2 separate regions of the Hordeum vulgare genome follow, and region 2 is linked to region 1. Evidence: chromatin contacts called from public Hi-C data. All regions are on one chromosome and are shown on one strand. Each heading gives the region's core, a stretch centred on a gene start, on an enhancer-like site or on the middle of the called end of the contact. The rest is flanking DNA. Distances are from core to core; before and after follow the strand shown. Region 1 has its middle 37 kb from the start of LOC123410590. Region 2 has its middle 9.2 kb from the start of LOC123409780.

Region 1 (5,763 bases), core at 1,779-4,278:
GAATCAAACGGGCATCCATTTAAGATCGCGTGGCTTTAGAGTTGGTGATGAAGCGAAAGCTTCAAGGCTTTTCGAAGGATCTGATATAATTATACAGCAGAGCAAGTATACTGTTCTAAGGATTACTGTATACTAGACTCTAGGATCTGGAAACGAGCTGCGGATCGACAGCTCGTATGCCAATTCCAGAATATGCACCTAGCTAAAACCTAGATGTGCATGAGCTGTCGATCGCTCCTGTACATCAATATCTTATCTAAACATAAAAAACAGAGGGGTCAATTTTCGAAAGAAGAGATATCCAGTAGATACTTCTGAACTCGGTCGAGTCGATCCACCTGCTGCCGGCCTGGCCATTGTATATGCGTGCGTGCGTGCGTGCTAGTCGGCCACGAGATAAACAATGCACGGCATGACCGATGCATGGCTGCACGCTGCGCACAAGCGTGTAGAGTGGACAAAAGTGAACTTTTCGTCTCCGCCGCCTGTCGCTGCCGTCTCGTCTGTCTGTCGAACGCGCAAAGGCTGTGCCGCAGCCAAGCTCATTTGGATTATACAGAAATGGTCATCATGAGTACTTGTAGTACATTAGTTGACATGATAGGCCTGGTAAACCATAAACCCCATTCGGCCAGGAGCACCATTTGGTGGTATTACTAGACCGATTAGCAGCGGAGGCAAAATCATGGACGTGCCCGCAGCTTTGAGCATCAGATGAAAGAGGGAGCATCTCAGCAACAAGTGGCTTTGTATATCTGTCTGCAAGCTGCACCTGCAGACAATGCTGAAAATGCTTCATGTCTTAATCTTAAAACTGCTTTAAACTCAAAAGCCATGTGTCTTATATTTAGGTTGGCCACGAACTTTATTGAACGACAGATTGTGCGTCGTACCGGCAGTCGGACCAACTTTAACAGACGTGCTATATAAACGCCGCGCTGTAAAATTGACGTGCTATATAAACGCCGCGCTGTAAAATTAATGTTTTTTGCGCGCGTTACCACTTTGGGCGTTTTAGTGAAGGCGTAAAAACCGCACGCGGGGCATAACTAGTTTAGCGCGGGGGTCGAAACGTCATCGTGCGTCATTTATTTGCTACGCCCGTTTCGTGGGCTCGACACTCGAGCGTTCGCTCGCAGCTCCACCTACCTCATACACGTGCTGGCGCCGTCGCCGTCTGCGTCACTCCATTTCTTTCGGCGACCGTTCCGGCGCTTCCCCGGCCTATCCCCGCGCCGCCGCTGCTTCCTCCGTCTTCCTCTAGTCATCGCCGCCCCTCGCACGCGGCAGTCCTTCGACGACCAGCGTCTGACCGCCCGGCGCCCGCAAGGTGTTCGACGAAACTTCACATTTTTTACATGAATTTGGTGCATGTTGTTTGTAGTTTTTATAGCCTAGTTTAAATTGAACATTGTAGATGAGTTCGTCATATGATTCTTCCGAAGAAGAATTTGATATGGAAGAGGAGGAGGCTCTTGCAATGATCCTAGCTATGCACATCAGTAAAAACCGAAGCACGGTGGTTCGGTTATGGGTCGGTAGAAAATTTGGAGGGATAGGATCGATGACCACAACAGATTGATCAAGCACTATTTTGCGGATAATCCCCTGTACCCCGAGTCGTACTTCCGGCGCCGGTTTAGGATGAGCACCGAGTTGTTCACACGCATTGCAGAGAAACTAGCGAGTCATGACCAATTTTTTCAGCAAAGGAGGAATGCCGTCGGAGAGCTCGGGCGTAGCACCTTTCAGAAGGTGACAGCCGCTTTGCGAATGTTGGCATACGGTATCCCCGCTGGTTTAGTTGATGATCACTTGGCCATGGCTGAGAGTCAAGCCATCATGCGTGTCAAGCGCTTTGCAGTTGAAATTGTGCAAGTGTTTGGCAAGAGTATTTGAGATCTCCCAATGTTGAAGACGCCGCAAGGCTATTGGAGATGAACAAAGCTCGCGGCTTCCCAACTATGATTGGCTCAATATATTGCATGCATTGGAGTCGGAAGAATTGTCGTAAGGCATGGCATGGGCAATTTCACAACAAAAAAAGGGTTCCACTATAATCCTTGAAGCGATGGCCGATCAAGAGACTTGTATTTGGCATGCCTTTTTGGAATGCCTGGATCTTTGAATGACATCAACGTTGTCAACCGGTCACCACTGATGAATAAGATTGCAAATGGTGAACCGTCACCGGTGCAGTTTGTAGCAAATGGTCGTACATATAACTATGTCTACTATCTTGCGGATGACATCTACCCAATGTGGCAAACATTTGTGAAGCCGTTGAAAAAACCAAAAGGTAAGAAAAATCTTGATTTCCACAATGCTCAGGCCGCGGCTAGAAAAGATGTGGAGAGAGCTTTAGAGATTTTGCAAGCCAATTTGCTATTGCGAGAGGACCGACTAGATTTTTGGATCAAAAGATGCTTTGGTACATCATGCACGCTTGTGTGATCATGCACAACATGATCATCGAGAATGAGCATGGCCAAAATTTAGACTACTTTCACTATGAGCTCTTGGGACATCCCGTGCGAGTGCGGCGGAGGGCTGAAAGGGTGATCCGTTTTGTTGCCTTCTATCATGCCATTTGATGTGTCGAAACATATGATGATCTTCAGAAAGATCTCATTGAGGAGTGATGGGTATGAAATAGCCGACAAAGAGCATCATGATTTGTGCGTTTGATGTTGTATTATTGAACTATTTGTTGTATTGTTGAACTGTTTGTTCTATTAAAAGATAAACTATCTGTTTGAGTTGTAATAACGAAATTGAACTATTTTTTTATTTATTTTGTTTGTGTTTGATCATTCTGCTTGTGTTTGAAACGTATATGTTGTTTGTGCGAGAGCGCGCGCTGCATTTTAGCGCGTCTGTTGAAGTTACGCTGAAACTAACGCTTTTCGCCGCGGCAAAACAAACAATCAACACGCTGTAAACACATTTTTAACGCGCCGCGCGTCAGACCGGTCTCAGGCGACGCGGGCAAAGATCGTGAGGCCCAGAACAGTGCTCGCGTCGCTGGCGATGGAAAGACAGGCCGGGGAAGCCTCACTCCTCCTTGGGCAACGCACCGTGCTGACCAGCGACGGTGGAAGTGATCCACGAGCTCATTAACTCGACCAGAAAACATCTGAGGCCGGGGGCCTCCATCATTGTGCGGCATGAAGGGATTTCATTTCCTTTTTTACTCCCTTCATTTTTAAATATAATTTTTTATACAAATTGCATTAAAGACTACATACGGATGATTGTAGGCATATTTTAAATATAAATTTACTTATTTTATTTTATATGCAGATTATAATAAAAATATATTAAAAGAAGAGGAAGTAGCTTATTTTTAGGGGTTCATGCAGCTCTAACCGGTGCCTTCTTCGCCAGCATGTCGACCTGCCTCTAAGGAGGTGTTCGGTTGGATGATTTTAGTCCGTCACCCGATTACAGCGTAATCCCAAAACACTGCGTGCGTTTGGTAACGCTGCATCGTAATCGACTACCATCGTAAACGAGTCCCATCATGTTTATCCTTGATACCGCTCGTCCCCCACCGACATCATATTGCCTTACCAGTCGGATCCCCTTCACTTGCTCCCCACGACCCCTCCGCCTCCTCGTCCATAGCCGGCCGTCAGTCCGCCCCGCCGTTCCTCTGCCTCCTTACAATCACTACGCCTGCTAACGATCCCCTCCGTCTCGTCCGTGCCACCGGCCAGCGCCACCATCTCTCGCCATGCGGGCCGCCACGGCTCGTTCCACGACCTGGATCTCGATGAGTAGCCTCGTCGACGCTGACAAGGATGGACGCAAGGACGACAAGAGGACCATCCCTTAGCCTGGACGACTCCACGATCCTCTCCAAATCGTTGCAGTGTTGGTGAAGAACATGTTCTGTACATAGATTTCAAGTTATAGTGCCAAGCCAAACGCTGTCAAGTAAACTGAAAACGATCCGGGTAGGGGCCAAACAAAACAGTGATTGTGCTGTTACATCTCTGATTCCGGCGGCACCTCTTTCCCTTTGCGTTTGCGTTACCTCTTGATCAACCAAACACCTCCTAAGTGTGATCTTGGCTAGGCCCATCCGAGTGGACGACACTTGGGACACCTCCTAACCGGCGCTCTCAGCGACGGTTTAGAGTTCTGGCGCTCGAAGGGTGGCTCTGGCCTGCCAGCCCAACTCAACTTGATCGATTCAAACGGGACGCAAAAATCGCTTGCTCGCTCCACCTGGTTGGCTGGACGAATGTTAACCAGTCAACCATTGATTCCTTAAAAAACAAAAAACCTGAAAAAAGTTCATGAATTTTAAAATGTTCTTGAGGATTTTGGAAAAAATCACGAACTTGAAAAAATGGTTCATTGATTTTTTTTAAAGTTCATCAAATTTAAAAAAATTCACCAGTTTTTTAAAAACAATCATCAATTTTCAATAAAATTCATTTAATTTGAAAACAAATCCATAAAATCAAAAACGTTTATCCATCCTGAAGAAACTTCATCAATTTTGAGAAAAATTTCATTGATTTTGAAGAAGCTTTACTGAAATTGAAAAACTTCATCGAATTTGAAAAAGGTATATTGAATTTTAAAACGCTCATCAATTTTGAAAAAAGTTTACGAATTTGAAAATAAATTAATGTATTTGAAAACAGTATAGCCGAAAAAGAAAATAAAGAAACACGAACGAAACCTTTGCAGCAAAAAAGAAAAAAAAATAAAAAGGAAAAGGAAAAGGAGGAAAAAGCTATAAGTAAACACGTAAGTGCAGGTGGCTGGTTTGTTATGGCAGCGAACATTGAACATAACCGCACACGTGCAGTATTTTGTGTCTTTAAAACAGAAAAAAGGAATGTGATCCGGCCCGCGCGGACAAGGGTGTGTGTACTGTTAACCCTATAACGCTCAACCCTGTATAGGATTTCTTGTCACTTGGTTACATGGGTTGACCTGCAGAGAGGAGTTAGTCGTTTTGGTGAACAGGCTCCATGAAGCCCTCAAGAAATCAAATATACAAAGATGAAATGTATACATGTGTAGAAAATCAGGACGAAACACACTGAAATGTGACCTGTACAAAAAACAGAATTCATGAACTTTGAGAAGGAATAGTATGATGTGCTAAAAAGCCCCATATTTCTTTTTTGCACAACCATCATTTCAACATATTTCGTTCTTTACACACATATGCATTATGCCTTCATAAATATAACTATTTTTTAAAATTATCAAAATAGTGGAAATATAAATTTTGATGAATTAAAAAAATGCAAATGGACGCCTTCATGGAGGTCGGCCTTCAAAATCATTTTTCATGTCAGGACCTCCTATCTCCCACAAGGAGCGGCAGATTAATGCAGGAGCTATATCTCACTTACTGCAAGATGTCAGCTCCACTCAAGTAAACTTTTCATAGATTGCTATAGTAACAGACCGACCCTTTATCTATTAGTCTGCTCGCATGCATCGCTTTCTCGTTCACTTTATTTCTACGTCTTTCTTTTGTTTAATTTAGTTTTATCTCATTTCCTTAATTATATTTGCTTCTTTCTTATTTTTTCGTTTTTGTTTTTGTTTTTTTCATCCAATTTCTTCCTTTCTTTACTGTTTCACTGGATTTTTTTTGTCTTCAATGGTTTTTATTGTCTTTCTTAGTTTTTTTCTCAGGTTTTCATTGTTTCTTTCTTGATTTTCTTCCATTTTTTCTTTGTTTATTTCTCAATGTCACAGTTTTCCATTCTTTTGCACAGGTTTTCATTT
Region 2 (5,984 bases), core at 3,286-5,785, 320 kb before region 1:
CCAAACAAATTCTCTAAAACAATTTTCCAGATCTTAGTGGTTCTCTCGGGACTTGGTGGACGACCTTGTAACAAGAGCACAACCATAGATGAATCAATTAATAGAACAATAGGAAGATAAAAAATTATATCGAATAGCAAAGAACATGTAAGTTAACATGAAAGTAGGTCGCCTTTCTAAATCATTACAATGTATCACTATATATAAATCAAATTAAGTGCTCTAAATTCTAAACCTGTAAAAGATAGTCAAATATTATTTATACAACAGGAACCATGTTAGGTTTTACCTCAATTTTCTCTATCAGTATGTATTCAACTCTACCGAAATCCAACATAATTTAGCATTAATTTTCAATCTAGTTTTTCACATCATGCACATCAAAGTGAGAAAATGTCCAATATCTTCTCCCCTCCAACTTCCCATAATTCCCTTTCTTTAAGTTGAGAACTCCATAGCACTGTATTTGTATTTCTTATAGGCTGAGAAACAATATATATAATTAGCATATGGACTATATGTAATCAAGTGGTCACTAACTCACATATATTGTGCAGATATCTTCAATACCCTTCGTGTATGACACATCAGACCCAGTAGAGTTTAAAAAGCTGAGAACTGATCCGATTAACACAAAGAATAAACTAAATCTAGATTGATTTCTAAAGTCAAAAGGATAAGAGAAAGAGAGCATACAAACGATGTATGTTGCTTCCGTCTACTGCAGCATGCCTCAGCTACACTTTGGTCTGTGGATTCGTGGAGCCGTGCGTCTGCGTCTGCGCCAGCGCCTGTGTGGTGAACAATGTACGTGGGCTGCTCTGGCAGAACTTGAGGGATCGATCGCTAGCCTGCAACAAATTATCTTCACCCTGATGCACCGCTACTTGTATTACCTCATGCAGATGCAGATTATAGCTCCTAGTTAGCACTAAACAAAATCATTTACTCTGATGCATGTGCATCAGGGAGTCACAAAGTACCTCTGGCCCGGACTGGCAGTGTGCGCTACCATCTAAAAAACATAGACTGATGGATCGATCTCACACACTATATGCTATTTAACAGTTTAACAACATAAAATCTGCGAGCGTCTAATTTTGGGACGGAGGAAGTACTAATTATGTATAAAGATACAACCATACAAAACTACAGCAATTTTATGATTTACAGGTCTGGCACAAGGGAAATATGTATGCTATTTAAAAGTTTAACAATATCACTCTGCAGTTTTCGCCTTTTGGGCCGAACATTAGTTATGAAGAACAAAGTTGACATGCAGCAGAAAATCAGGGGTAATAGACGCTGGTCATTTAGTGTAACATGCAGCAATGGTGGGAGATTGTCAGTTACATATCCAGAAGCTAACAACATCAATATTATTACTAATTAGTATTGCAAAAGGCCATCACCTGTTGTGCCCATAGGCTCTTCTCCTTGTCGACGGGCCCCTGTTCTTTCACCATTCGCTGCCTGGAGACCATCTTGGGGTAGAATGGATACCCCGCCGAGTTGGGCACCTCCCTCGTCTCCGCCGCCACAGGGTCGCTCCATGTCACCTGCCCCTTGCTGCCGCCCACCGCAGAGCTCGACTCCCCGCCTCCGAAGGCCTCGGCTTTCAGTGTCGTGGCGTAGTCGAGGGAAGGGGTGGAGGAGCTGTTGCTGCCTGCAGAGCTTGGAGGGGAAGGAATGACCTTGGGGGGCAGCATCCCCTTGCCCTTCCGGTTGAACCCAGTAGAGGAGGAGCTCGACCCATCGGAGTAGCCCATGTTGGATCAATTCTAGTAACAGTGAACAGGACAATTCAGAGCCACCAGGTAGAAATGATGCCCAGTGAACAGGACAATCCTCAACGAATATGCTCTGGATCTTGGGGTTTCTCTTACCGTCCATCTGGAAAAATCTTAGACGTTTATCCAGGCCTGCATCAAGCATCAGCAGTCCATTCCTGTGAAACTGCACGAAATTGATAGGGCCACTGGATGGCTCTTGCGCATTACCATCAAGCATCAACAAGCCTTGAGAAGTCCAATATGCCAGGCAGAAGCTTAGCAGTACCCTTGACAACAAGCACATCGAAGAATATTGTCGACTCCGCTATCCTCACCGGATTCATCATCGTACACCCCAGGGAGAGGAGCTTTACGGTCCATATCTTCCCAGCCAGTGAAGGGGTTCAACTTGGCATGGTGACCGTGCAACCTAGCTTCACACTCTCTGCCCGAGATCACACGCTCATCAGCCTCCTTTCTCAACTTCCTCAATCTTGCAACCTTTAAGATGTCCACCACAGTCTGCTCCTCCTCGTCATCTACCCACGCAGGCTTCCTCCCCTAATTGACCATCTCATTTTCATCGACTTCACTGCAGAAGCTCTCCTCATGATCACCTTTACCGGCAGACCGATTCATGAAGAACAAAGGACCATCCCTGCCATGATCCGACAGCACAACCCCAAATTTAGTGCCAAACTTCAGTGGCGCATAGATCGGCCCAAACAACAAAACTTGTACATAGAAATCAACAACAAAACTTGTACAAAGGCATATGCTTACACGAGTAGTTTCTCAGAAGAATGGCTCATCATGTACAAGCAGAATAACAATCTTGATAATTAGGAGCAAGTATATGATACAAGATATTAAGAACACTGCTAATTAAATAAAAAAGTTTAAGAAAGGCAAGAAACAAAGGTACCTGGATGGCCGAGCAGGGCGAGCGGGGAGCGGCACGGGGGCGGCGGCGGCCAAGCGGGGCGCGGCGCGGGGAGAGCAGGGTGCGACGCGGGGCAAGCGGGATCGGCGCTGAGAGGAGGGCAGCGGTGGCGCGGCACGGGGGGCGGCGGCGAAGCGGGGCGCGGCGCGGGGCGGGGAGAGCGGGGTGCGGCGCGGGGCGAGCGCAGCAGGGCGCGGCAGGGCGTGGGGAGCGGTGCGGGGCGAGCGGAAGCGGAGGGCGGCGATGGCAGGGCGGGAGAGGAGGGCGGCGGTGGCGCGGGGCCAACGGTGGCGGTACTCGGCGACGGGAGAGGAGGGTCGCGGCGGCGGGTCGGGAGAGGAGGGCGGCTCGGGGGCGGGGAGCGGGGGGAGGGGTCGCGGCAGCTGGGCGAGCGGGAGCGGCGCGCGGGGGCGAGTAGGAGCGGCGGGCGATCGGGGTGAGCGGGGGGAGGGGTCGCGGCAGCTGGGCGAGCGGGAGCGGCGCGCGGGGGCGAGTAGGAGCGGCGGGCGATCGGGGTGAGCGGGGGGAGGGCTTGCGGGAGCAGTTCCAGATCGGGATGAGGGGGAGGCGGACGGGGAGGGGGAGGAGGAGGCGGACGGGGAGGGGGAGGAGGAGGCGGACGGGGAGGGGGAGTTGGACGCGGAGGCGATGGCGAGGGGGAGGAGGACGCGGGAGCAGTTCCAGTTTGGTTGGTGGAGTATGTTCAGCCAATTGTAATTGCTAAGTCCACCCAGCAGACGGTGAATTAATGACGGCTGTTAGATTAAGATCTGTGGGATTAATCGTGAGGTGCTGATTGGTTGTTGTTTTTTGTGGGGCGTTTGATGGGGTGTCTTGCAGTGTAATTCTTGTTCGATTGTTTTATAGTAGTATAGAAGTATAGATAGTGATATCCCCAACCCACGAGGGTTCAACTCCTAGGCATGCATTATTTTTGGATTTATTTCAGAATTTCTGACGATATGCTTTCAGTGGGAGGAGACGATCCCGTCGACGACGAGGCGTCTACGATGGCTTCGTAAATCTCAAGATGATATGCCAGTTCAGTCTATCGAAGGTGTTCATAGGGATAGAATTTGCGTGTGTTCGTTCATAGGGATAAGTGTATGCTTGTTCATAGAAATAAGTGTATGCGCGTGTATATGAACGCTCGTGTCTATATTATGTTAGAAAACTCTGTAACGGATTAATGACTCATTTTGCTTGTAGTGGTGCTGGTGTATTTTACGCAGACGCCGAGCTAACGAAATTCCCATGCTTGAGTGAACACGTGTGATGGCGTCCCAACTTCCAACTAACCTGACTCTACTTACTGAATGAACTGCTCCTCATTGCTCACACCGACCTTTCCCGTCATATTTATGGTGAGCCTCTTTTCCTGCTCTACTTTCTGAATTCATGCGTTGGGCATCGTTGTTTGGAAGGAAGAAAGCTCGTGCTTAGGCTTTATCAGCCGTGGCGGTCCTTGTCGCTTCAGGTTGAACCAAGGACGGGAATTGATTTGGTTGCGGGTGTAAAGGTGTAAGTAGGACTGGTTGTCAGAAATGGACATGTTGACAGTGTCATTGATGTCAGGCGCAGGGTTGGCAGTGGAGAGCTTCTCCCAGCGGTCGGCAAGCTGTGCTCGTGCTCGCATCGCATCGGATCATCTTCTACTCTTCCTCTGCAACCTCTTCCCATGTCGGCTACAGGTGCAGATCATGTGGCCACACCAGCGCGTAGGATGGTAAGCACAAATCGCCAACCAGGGCTAGCTCAACGGATTCTGACGCTCCAATGTGCGCCAGCACCCAACTAACCAGATCGACTGTTGATTGCTGACGCCGACCCTTTGGCGGCTTTGGTTTCCTCTTACGGAAGAGTCCGTGGCCGCGCTTCGTTCCTACGTACCTCTGAACCCGCACGGGCGCTGGACGTCGTTGTTTTCGTTTCCAAGGAAGAAGTGCGTGTACTGTATCGGCCGTGGTCCTCGTCGCTGGCGATTAAGGAAGGGGATTGATCGGTCTTGTTGTAAAGGCCAAGTTTATCACTTAACAGTAGGGCATGCTGATGCAGGCTCTGTCGTCGATGACTGGAGGAATTGCAAAATGCTACTACCTTCACTTCAAAATAATTGAAGTTCTATGATTTGTTTCTTCAAGTAAATAAAACTTGATGAGTCCTACAACTTCAACTATTTTTAAACGGAGGGAGTGGTATAGGAAACACAGACAGAAGGACATGCGTTTTGGGTACAAAATTTAAATGTAGGAGCTGAAAAGAAGAACGGGGGAGAAGCGATAAGGCCACCGATGGTGCTGGCAAAGAGTTGGAGCATAGTCACACGCACGCCCAACCAACCGCACCGATGATCAGAGCAGAAGATGGAAAGGGAACATGCACTTGCAACACCCATTTCTGGAGGAGGTTAGCCGGTGACGGCGTCGACCCACCAGCGCCCGTTTATGGAAGCTGAGGAGAGCAGGCCTTTCTCCTGTTTTAATCGAGTGCCTTTCAGCCTTTCTGGGCCACACACGACACTAAACTAAGCAAAAGCTTACGTTATCCATCCACGGGTGCCCTCACCTGAACTTTTGGTTGCCTTCAAGCTCATGTCGAGGTTTGCTATTTGAAGTTAAATACTATTCATTCTGTACCTAAATAATTATTATTGAAAAAAACTAGTCTAGTTCTGCTCAACAACAATTATTTACGTATAAAGGAAGTATACATCTGTAGTACATTCTAGTGGATTTCTCGTCCTGCTTGCGACCAGTAGAATTTTCCATTCACACGATTACAATACTAAAACTATTGTTGTGACCAGGAGAGAGAGAGAGGGAGAGAGGGAGGGAGGGAGGGAGAGAGAGAGAGGGAGAGAGGGAGGGAGGGAGAGGGAGAGAGAGAGGGAGAGGGGGAGGGAGAGAGGGGGAGAGCGATGGAGGGATAGAGAGATAGAGAGAGAGAGGGAGAGGGAGTGAGGGAGGAAGTGAGGGAGAGAGAGAGATCAAACACATAGTTATTGGTACATATTCTCAACCCCGAGGATGAATTACTCCCTCCTCACCATGGAGACCACCAGAACGATGAAAATGGCCTCCAATGATGATTTTCTCCTCCGGAAGGGTGCCAAAAAATGGCTATGGATGAGATCGATTCGGAACAGAGGCTTGCGGTGGCGGAGCAAAAGTTCTAGGTCTATTTCTAGGGGTTTTCCGATTTATAAGAATTTTCAGCGTTGGTTTCATGCCAATCGGAGTTTCATGGGACCCACGAGCTCGCGTGGCACT

What was found. A called contact is a pair of places that touch in the nucleus more often than the background predicts.
Region 2: a Hi-C map of leaf shows a contact between it and region 1, with 6 times the contacts expected there. The contact joins two enhancer-like sites. A contact is called at or near these places in 1 of 6 Hi-C or Micro-C datasets (leaf) and 1 of 1 datasets of contacts at active chromatin or transcription factors (embryo).

The regions. Positions count from the first base shown.
Region 1 is chr7H:557,006,961-557,012,723 of MorexV3_pseudomolecules_assembly, reverse strand. No RefSeq gene overlaps it. Among protein-coding and RNA genes, the nearest start is that of LOC123410590, 37 kb to the left of the region's middle. Within about 2 kb of position 3,028, at least 2 of the 3 cell types and tissues checked have open chromatin away from gene starts, as enhancers often do. A contact at or near this core is called in leaf, where this site is marked.
Region 2 is chr7H:557,328,017-557,334,000 of MorexV3_pseudomolecules_assembly, reverse strand. No RefSeq gene overlaps it. Among protein-coding and RNA genes, the nearest start is that of LOC123409780, 9.2 kb to the left of the region's middle. Within about 2 kb of position 4,535, at least 2 of the 3 cell types and tissues checked have open chromatin away from gene starts, as enhancers often do. A contact at or near this core is called in leaf, where this site is marked.